2 separate regions of the Pan troglodytes genome follow, and region 2 is linked to region 1. The links are chromatin contacts, called in public Hi-C maps. All regions are on one chromosome and are shown on one strand. The core of a region is the stretch at or near the end of the contact, and the rest is flanking DNA. Distances in the headings are between cores, read along the strand shown. Region 1 overlaps SRRM3 (serine/arginine repetitive matrix 3). Region 2 overlaps LOC107976168 (general transcription factor II-I repeat domain-containing protein 1).

Region 1 (5,012 bases), core at 209-2,708:
GATCGGGAGTTCCATACCAGCCTGACTAACATGGAGAAACCCCGTCTCTACTAAAAATACAAAAATTAGCGGGCACCTGTAATTCCAGCTACTCGGGAGGCTGAGGCAGGAGAATCACTTGAACCCAGGAAGCGGAGGTTGCAGTGAGGTGAGATTGCAGGAGATTGCAGCAGGCAGAGGTTGCAGTGAGGCGAGATCGGGCCCCTGCACTCCAGCCAGGACAACAGAGTGAGACTGAAAAAAAAAAAAAAGAAAGAAAAGAGAAATTAGGGTTCAGTGAGAGAAAGGAGGGGTGGGGATGGGGTTCCCAGAATAGGACAGTAGGGTTAGGGGCACAGGGATCAAATGGGGGGTTCACTGAGGGGGAGGGCTTCAATGAATGGGGCTAGGATATGGAGGGGATTCAGTGAGGAAGAGGAGCCTCATCTAAGGAGTAGCCACACACACACCCCACCCACGACTGCAGGGTGGCTCATGCCTAGAATTCCAGCAATTTGAGAGATCAAACGGGAGGATCGCTTGAGGCCAGGAGTTCGAAACCAGCCTGAGCAACATAGTGAGACCCCGTCTCTGCAAAATTTTTCAAATTAGCCAGGGTGGGGGTCCACGCCTGTAGTCCCAGCTACTCAAGAGGCTGAGGAGGAAGGATCGCTTGGGCCCAGAAGTTCAAGGCTGCAGTGAGCTATGATCCCACCGCTGCAACCCAGCCTGAGCAACAGAGCAAGACCCTATCTCCAAAATTAAAAAAAAAAAAGAGGAGGGGGCTTACTGAGATGGTGAGAACTCAGAAGGGGTGCGGGCTAAATAAGGGGCTCGGTTATCTTCTTTCTTTTTTGCAAAAGATTGTACCGTGAGGTCGGGGACCTGTAGGGGATGTGCCCCGTTGGGTTCCCCAAATCTCTGCCTAGCCCTGTAAGGCCAGGGGCCGCAGGTAACCCTCGCCCCTCCCCCAGCCGGGTAGCAGCCCGCAGACTTGCGGGGCTAGGTCAGGCCCCCTGCGCCGAGAAACGGGGTGGAGAAAAGCCGTCCCGAGACTGGTGGTGAGCGTCCCTGTCGCCGGCAGTGTGGCGGAGACCCCGCGGCTGACCGAGGGCGCTGAGCCTGGCCTGGAGTACGCGCCCTTTGACGATGACGACGGCCCAGTGGACTGTGACTGCCCGGCCGCCTGCTACCGCGGCCACCGCGGGTACAGGTCAGCGGCCGCCGCGGCAGGGGTGGGGGGCGCGCGGGGCTGCCCCCCCTCACCGCCCCCACCCCCGCCTCTTCTCCCCCAGGACCAAGCATTGGTCTAGCAGCTCGGCATCGCCCCCTCCCAAGAAAAAGAAGAAAAAGAAAGGCGGCCACCGGAGAAGCCGGTGAGAACCGCGCCTGACCGGAGCGGGAAGGGAGGAGGAGGTGGGGTCTCTCCCCGGATGCCCGTCCCTGGCTCACAACCATGCAGCATTTGTGAGCCCCGCCCCTCTCTGAGCCCCTCCCTCGGCCTCCCCGTGCCGTCCCCCGACTAGGTGCCCTCCGGATAACTGAACCCACCCCAGGCCTCAAGCTCCTCCCCTCGCTAGGGCCCGCCCCTCGACAAGCCCCTCCCCTTCGCTAGGTTCCGCCCCCAAGGAGCCCCTCCCCTTCTCTGGGGCCCGCCCCTCACCGAGCCCCTCCCCTTCTCTAGGACCCGCCCCTCATCGAGGTCCTCTCCCCACTAGGCCCCACCCCTCATGGAGCCCCTCCCCTTATCTGGGATCCGCCCCTCACTGAGCCCTTCTCTAGCACCTGCCTCTCACTGAATCCCCCAGAGCCAGACTCACTGACCGGGCCCGTGTGTTACCAGCACCTGCTCCCAGTCCCCCTCTGCCCTCCCAGGGGTCCCGTGCCCACCAACACTAGTGCGAGTGGCCCTGGGGAGGAGGGGCCTCATCTGCCATCCCCGAATCTCTCTGTCCACCCTCCCCTGTCCTGCGTGAGACCCTGGCAAGTGTCTGGGGCCCCAACTAACCCCATCCATCCGTCTGTCCTTTCTTCCTGGCATCTGCCCTCAGCAAAAAGAGGAGACTGGAGTCCGAATGCAGGTCAGTGGGGACAGAGCTGGCTGGGGCCAGGGCGGGGGATGTCTGTGGGTGGGAGAGGTTCCAAGGCCATCCCCCAGAGGCCGGAGGCCTGGACCCTCAGGGCCTGCACCTGGACACTGCCAAGGTGCAAGTTTTGCCCCTACAGAGGCCATGAATCCCACCGTTGGAGCCTCTGACGTCTGGGTTTGAAACTATCGTTGCCCACAATGCCAGGGGGCTGGAAGGGTGACTTGGGGACAACATAGGCAGCGCCATCAACTACCCTGAGGGACCTTGGCGACCCTTGGGGCCTCGGGTCACTCTGTACAAGGGACCTTGGGCTTCCTGGCCTGGAATTCCCTTTCCAGCTTCAATGTCCCAAGCACCCAGGTCTCTCCAGCCATTTCCAGCCCCCCACCCCCCACCCCAGCTCACTAGAGCCCACCTCCCTGTGTCCACAGCTGTGGGAGCTCCTCACCCCTCCGCAAGAAGAAGAAGAGTGTGAAGAAGCATCGCCGAGACAGGTACCCTTGCTGCCCCCACCCTGGGGCCTCCTCTTCCTCCCGTGGGGCCCAGGGCCAGGGCTGTGGCCCTCCATAGGTCTCCCCTGGGCCACCCCAGGCAGGCTCAAGAGAACTCCTTTATCGCCCTACAGGTCTGATTCTGGGTCCCGGAGGAAGAGACGGCACAGGTGAGCGGCGCTTTGCAGAGGATATGGTCAGTGGTCCCTTAAGGAACCAAAGCCCAAAGGACGCAATGATGGGATGGGGTTTTGAGGGTCCCACAGGGCTCCATCCTTCAGCTCCAGGGTTCCTTCCCAGAGCCAGGCTGCGGGGACAGAGCAGTGGAGAAGGAGCATGAAAACCAACTGTTTGCAACCCTTGCCTGCCCCATGCATCAGCCGTGACATGGTGACCCCAAGAATTTCTAGACAACATGGCAGGTCCAGTGCCCAAGGGGTGTGTCTGTCTGTGGAGTTGCCGGTTAGACAAGCAGAAACACCGAGACCCTGAATTTGCAGGGAAATAGCTCACGAGGCAGGAGGACCTCTGTGAGCTGGGAGGGCTCCATGGATAGGAGGCAGGGTCGGGGAGCTGTGGCTAGAGGTAGTTTCTCAGGGACAGGTGCTAGCCTCCCAACAGGTTTGACTGCCAAGTTATGGAGCCATCCTCCACCCAGGAGGCCTGGGGGTTAGTGTGGGGGAGCTCTGAGCAGGGCAGTGGCTTGTTCAGGGTGGACTGGGGGAGGGGAGAGGAAGTGAAAGGCAGGAGTCCAGGTGGAGGCAGAGTGGTGCAGGAGAAGAGGGTTGCTGAGAAAGCAGAAAACAGCCTGAGCCAGGCACGGTGGCTCAACCTATAATCCTAGCACTGTGGGAGGCTGAGGCAGGTGGATCGCTTGAGGCCAGGAGTTTGAGACCAGCCTGGTCAACATGGTGAAATCCTGTCTCTACTAAAAATACGAAAATTAGCTGGGTGTGGTGGCAAGCGCCTGTAATCCCAGCTACTCGGGAGGCTGAGGCAGGAGAATCACTTGAACCCGGGTGGTGGAGGTTGCAGTGAGCCAAGAGATTGCAGTGGAGTGCACAGCACTCCAGCCTGGGTGACACAGCGAGATTCTGTCTCAGAAAAAAAAAAAAAAAAAAGTCTGGGTGTGGTGGCTCATGCCTGTAATCCCAGCACTTTGGGAGGCCGAGGTGGCTGGATCATTTGAAGTCAGGACTTTGAGACCAGCTTGGCCAACATAGTCAGTCTCTACTGAAAATACAAAAATTATCTGGGCATGGTGGCGGGTGCCTGTAATCCCAGCTACTTGGGAGGCTGAGGTAGGAGAATCGCTTGATACTGGGAGGAGGAAATTACAGGGAGCTGAGATCGCACCACTGCACTCCAGTCTGGGCGACAGAGCAAGACTCCGTCTCAAAAAAAATAAAGAAAGAAAGAAAGAAAAGAAGGGAAAAGGGAAAGGAGAGGAGAGGAGAGCTCGGAAGGAAGTTGTGGGGCAGTCACATTCCAGAGGTGGCATCAGAGCCAGACCCCCTTCCAGCAGCCCAGAGGAAGGGCAGAGTCTGGAGTTCCTTCTTTGTAGTGGGAATTTGCCAAGTAGGGGAGGAGCCTACATAAACACCTAATCCTGCCCCTCCAATGTCCCCAATTTTTCATCTTCCCCTGGCCTCCCAGTGTCTATGGATCAGTGTGGGTCCCTACTGCCCCCAAGTGGCCACCATTAGCTTACACACACCCTCTGGCCAGCTCCCATCCTTCCTGGACAGGTCCTAAAAGTGAACTAGGAATAGACCAGCTTCCAATGGGGAGACTGAAGCCCAAAGCAGGCTCCAGCACCCAAACCCATAGCCTCCGGGCCTTCCCCGCAGTCACTCTGCTCCTGTGGGAGCACATTTCTGTGTTCCTTAGTATGGCTTTGTTTTGGGGTCAGAAGGACTGAAGGGATCTGGTGGCACCAGGGAGGATGGGGCTGAGGATTGGGGTTGGGTGAGACCTTTGAGGGCTAACCAGAAGCTTCTCAGGCCTTTCATCAAAGGTAGAGGGTGCTGGGTTGGGGGGCTTGCCCCAGAGGGCTGGATGGGATGTGACAGGAAGCTGTGGGAGTTGGGAGGGGGCAGCCCTGGAGATGGATCCAGAGATGTCATTCAAAAGCAGGGAGATTGGCCAGGCACGGTGGCTCACATCTGTAATCCCAGCACTTTGGAGGGCTGAGGTGGGCAGATCACTTGAGGCCAGGAGTTCGAGACCAGCCTGGCCAACATGGTGAAATCCTGTTTCTACTAAAACAAATAAACAAACAAACAAACAAAAAAATAGCCAGACGTGGTGGCAGGCAACTGTAATCCCAGCTACTTGGGAGGCTGAGGCATGAGAATTGCTTGAACCTGCAAGGTGGAGGTTGCAGTGAGCTGAGATTGTGCCACTGCACACCAGCCTGGGCAACAGAGCGGGACTCCGTCTCAAGACAAAA
Region 2 (4,413 bases), core at 983-3,482, 74 kb before region 1:
ACAGGGGAATTGCTTAAACCCAGGAAGTGGAGGTTGCAGTGAGCCAAGATCATGACACTGCACTCCAGCCTGGGCGACAGAGCAAGACTCTGTCTCAAATAATAATAACAATAAATAAATAAATATTTTTTAAAAATTTAAAAATAAAAAGCATGTCATCAAGTCAACCCCTCACTCTAACACGGCTCCCGGACTTGTGTGTGGGTCTCGGCATTTAATGCAGCAACCCCTTATGATTACCCTGGTTTTTGTTTGTCTGTTTGTTTGTTTTCTAGAGACAGGGTCTCAATCTGTTGACCAGGCTGGAGTGCAGTGGTACAATCATAGCTCACTGCAGCCTCGAACTCTTGGCCTCAAGTGGTCCTCTCACCTCAGCCTCCCAAGTAGCTGGGACTACAGCCACACACCACCACACCTGGCTAATTTTTAAAAAAATGTCTTGTAGAGACAGGGTCTCACTATGTTACTCAGGCTGGTCTTGAACTCCTAGGCTCAAGCGATCCTCCTGCTTCGGCATCCCAAAGTGCTGGGATCACAGGCATGAGCCACCATGCGTGGCCATTTAAGGATTTTGAGATGGGAAGGTTCTCCTACAAATCCCAGTGGGCCCAATGTAATCATAAAGGTTCTCCTAAAAGTGGGCAGGAGGGTCAGAATCAGAGAAGGAGATGTGACCCCGGATGCAGGCCAGAGAGAGAGAGAGAGAGACAGAGAGAGAGAGATTTGAGGATGCTGCAGTGCTAGCTCTGAAGATGGAGGAGGGAACCATGAGCTGAGGGATGCAGCCAGCCTCTAGGAGCTGGAAAAGGGAAGGAAAAGAGCTCTCTGCGACAGCCTCCAGAAGGAACACAGCCCACGGACACCTTGGTATTTATTTTATTTTATTTTTTATTTATTTTGAGACAGACTCTCACTCTGTCACCCAGGCTGGAGTGCAGTCGTGCGATCTCAACTTACTGCAACCTCCGCCTCCCGGGTTCAAGCAATTCTTCTGCCTCAGCCTCCTGAGTAGCTGGGATTACAGGCGTGCGCCACCACGCCCAGCTAATTTTTTATTTTTAGTAGAGACAGGGTTTCACCATGTTGGTCAGGCTGGTTTCGAACCCCTGACCTCGTGATCCGCCCACCTTGGCCTCCCAAAGTGCTGGGATTACAGGCATGAGCCACTGTGCCTGGGCTGCCCACTATTTTTATTTTATTTATTTTTATTTTTTATTTCTTTTTTTTGAGACGGAGTCTCACTCTGTCGCCCAGGCTGGAGTGCAGTGGTGTGATCTCGGCTCACTGCAACCTCCACCTCCCGGGTTCACGCCATTCTTCTGCCTCAGCCTCCCGAGTAACTGGGACTACAGGCGCCCGCCACCATGCCCAGCTAATTTTTTTGTATTTTTAGTAGAGACGGGGTTTCATCGTGTTAGCCAGGATGGTCTCGATCTCCTGACCTCATGATCGGCCCATCTTGGCCTCCCAAAGTGCTGGGATTACAGGCGTAAGCCACTGCGCCCAGCCCTGCCCACTATTTTTATATTTTATTTTATTTTATTTTTGAAATAAGGTCTTGCTCTGCCTCCCAGGCTAGAGTGCAGGGGTGCAATCATAGCTCACTGCAGCCTGGACCTCCTAGGCTCAAGCAATCCTCCCACCTCAGCCTCCCAAGCAGCTGGGATTGCAGGCATGTGCCACCATACCCAGCTAAACATTTTATTTTTTTGTCAAGATACGGCTTTGCTATGTTCCCCAGGCTGGTTTTAAACTCCTAGGCTCAAGCAGTCCTCCTGCCTTGGCCTCCCAAAGTGTTGGGATTTCAAGTGTGAGCCACGATGCCCAACCTTCTGCCCACTTTAGAGCCATTTCACTCCCCCTAGCTGGCCTCTTTGTCCCAAAAACCCCTGCGTGTGCTTTGTGTCTCTCCCAGGCCCAGCAGGGACAGCTCTGGCAGGAAGCCATGGTAATCCCCTTTCCGATTCTCGGACCCCTCCCCACCTTCCTGGAAGCCCCAGGCCGGCCTGGTACCTCTAAGGAGAAGCCACACGCATGCCACCCTGTCCCTCTGACTGGAGCCTGCCATTACTGTTTGGAGCCCCCTCCTCCCTAAGCCACCAGATCCACCTCAAGCCCCACCTTGCTGCCTAAAAATAACACCTCCGCGTCCTGCTGGCTCCCCAATCCCTCCCCGCCCCGGGCTCCTTCTGGTTTGTATTCTCCCAGCCGGCTGTGAGCTGTGAGCCGGCGCCAGTGTGCCAGGCCGACCGCAGGCCCGGAATTAGGTTAACTCCGCTGCAGCCCTGGAGGGAGGTCGCCTGTTTGGGGCCGTGGTTGCGGGTACTGAAAATGCTCCCACCACGGGCTGGGGCCTGATTCTGTGTTGGGGGAAGGCAGTGACATGTGCATGGGTGTGTATGTGTCGGGGGCTGGGTACGGTAAGCTTTGACAGTGGTGACTGATGGCAGATATACCCCAGGCTGGGCTGAGCTCGGCTAAAATGTCTGGCTCAGGAAAGAGGGGCGCAGTGGGACCCTCCCAGCTCCTGCTGCAAACCCTAGAGCAAACCCTGGAAATGTCTGCACGCAGAGCATCTTGTCGCCTGGAATCTTCCATCTGCCATCTCACAGAGTCCCAGGAGGCCTCTGAGGGAGGCTGTTCACCCCACATTACACATGGAGAGGCAGAGAGGCGCTGCCCTGAAACCGCCTTTGCAAAAATTACCACAGTGAGAAAATTATGACAGTAAAGGAGATCTGATCTAACCAACCCCCATCTTGCCTTTTTTATTTTTATTTTTTTTTTAAGACAGGGTCTCATTCTGTTGCCTGGGCTGCAGTGCAGTGGCACAATTATGGCTCACTGCAGCCTTGACCTCCTGGGCTCAAGTGATCCTCCCACCTCAGCCTCCCGAGTAGCTGGGAACACAGGTATGTGCCACCATGCCCAGCTGAGTTTTGTAGAGGTGGGGTCTCGCTATGTTGCCCAGGCTGGTCAAAAACTCCTGGGCTCAAGCAATTCGCCCGCCTCAGCCTCCCAAACTACTGGAATTACAGGCATAAGCCACTGCGCCTGGCCAGGTTTTTGCATTTCTGACGACTGATTGCTTCATCCAGACCCACCAACTGGCCATGTGTCCCCACCCAGATGTGCACTTCCTGGCCCCCCAAACTATCCTCAAAAAACCCTGGCCTCCAAATTTTGGGGGAGATTGATTTGAGTAGTAATTCCATCTCCTACGTGGGGTGGCCAGCCTCATGTCAATTACACTCTTTCTTTTTTTTTTAAGATGGAGTTTCACTGTTGTTGCCTGGGCTGGAATACAATGGCACGATTTTGGCTCACTGCAACCTCCACCTCCCGGGTTCAAGCCATTCTTCTGCCTCAGCCTCCTGAGTAGCTGGAATTACAGGCACCCACCACCATGCCTGGCTAATTTTTGTTTTGTTTTGTTTTAGTAGAAATGGGGTTTCGCCATGTTGGCCAGGCTGGTCTTGAACTCCTGACCTCAGGCGATCCGCCCGCCTAGGCCTCCCGAAGTGCTGGGATTACAGCTGTGGGCCACCGCGTCTGGCCTACGCTCTTTCTTTATTGTAATGCTGTGGTCCCAGGGAATTGGTTTTGTCTGTGGAGTGGGCAGGAAGAACGCATTGGGCGACTACAGCCCCCAGCCAGGCATGGTCCCGGAGTGAGCCCAAGACAGCTATTGCTGTCTTTATGGGATGGGCACCCTGTGCCCTGCTGGGCATAGATGTGGGGTGGGGGAAATTAGCAAGCTCAGACTCAGAGTAGAAGACCTAGCCTGCAGTCACACAGCACGTTGACGGGTGGGTGGCACCTGAATCCTCTGAGCCCCAGCAGACCCTACCCCAAAGTGCTTCTCCTGGGTAAGGGAGTGGGGTCATTGACCTGGCTGTGGTCATCAGCCTGGCTGTGGGAGGGAGTGAGACTGTCTCAGGAGCTCTGGGCAGGGCCTGGTGCTGGGAGCCAAGCCAGGCATCTCCAAGGGGTGCCAATATGACTTAGACACGTTCATTTTGTGGATAATGAATAATTCACATATGCGAATATGGGTATCAGAAGTGCTAGAAACCAGTGCATTGAGCCTACCACATCCTGGGCGGCACTGCCTAGAACACAGCTTAGTACAAATATGAGTAGACTTAAAGAAAAGGATAAAGGAAATAGCCCTGCAGGAGGAGTGGAGCGAGAATGTGGACATAAAATATGAATTACAGGCCAGGCACGGTGGCTCACGCCTGTCATCCCAGCACTTTGAGGCAGAGGTGGGTGGATCATTTGAGGTCAGGAGTTTGAGACCAGACTGGCCAACGTGGTAAAACCCCGTCTCTACTAAAAATACAAAAATTGGCCAGGCGTGGTGATGGGCACCTGCAATTCCAGCTACTCGGGAGGCTAAGGCAGGAGGAT

Evidence for each region. Hi-C and Micro-C count contacts between places; a contact is called where the count stands out from the background.
Region 2: a contact with region 1 is called in a Hi-C map of induced pluripotent stem cells, with 2.6 times the contacts expected there. The contact joins two enhancer-like sites. A contact is called at or near these places in 4 of 7 Hi-C or Micro-C datasets (blood, induced pluripotent stem cells and stem cell-derived neural progenitor cells) and 1 of 1 other capture datasets (stem cell-derived neural stem cells).

The regions. Positions count from the first base shown.
Region 1 is chr6:85,226,142-85,231,153 of NHGRI_mPanTro3-v2.0_pri, reverse strand. It overlaps SRRM3 (serine/arginine repetitive matrix 3), which reads left to right. Exons shown (of 16, transcript XM_054655836.2): 4 at 1,064-1,192; 5 at 1,275-1,355; 6 at 2,031-2,060; 7 at 2,501-2,563; 8 at 2,695-2,730. Among named protein-coding and RNA genes, the nearest start is that of HSPB1, 41 kb to the right of the region's middle. Within about 2 kb of position 1,458, at least 10 of the 24 cell types and tissues checked have an H3K27ac peak or open chromatin away from gene starts, as enhancers often do. A contact at or near this core is called in induced pluripotent stem cells and stem cell-derived neural stem cells, where this site is marked.
Region 2 is chr6:85,301,865-85,306,277 of NHGRI_mPanTro3-v2.0_pri, reverse strand. The region is part of intron 5 of LOC107976168 (general transcription factor II-I repeat domain-containing protein 1); the gene reads left to right. Among named protein-coding and RNA genes, the nearest start is that of SRRM3, 16 kb to the right of the region's middle. Within about 2 kb of position 2,232, at least 7 of the 24 cell types and tissues checked have an H3K27ac peak or open chromatin away from gene starts, as enhancers often do. A contact at or near this core is called in induced pluripotent stem cells and stem cell-derived neural stem cells, where this site is marked.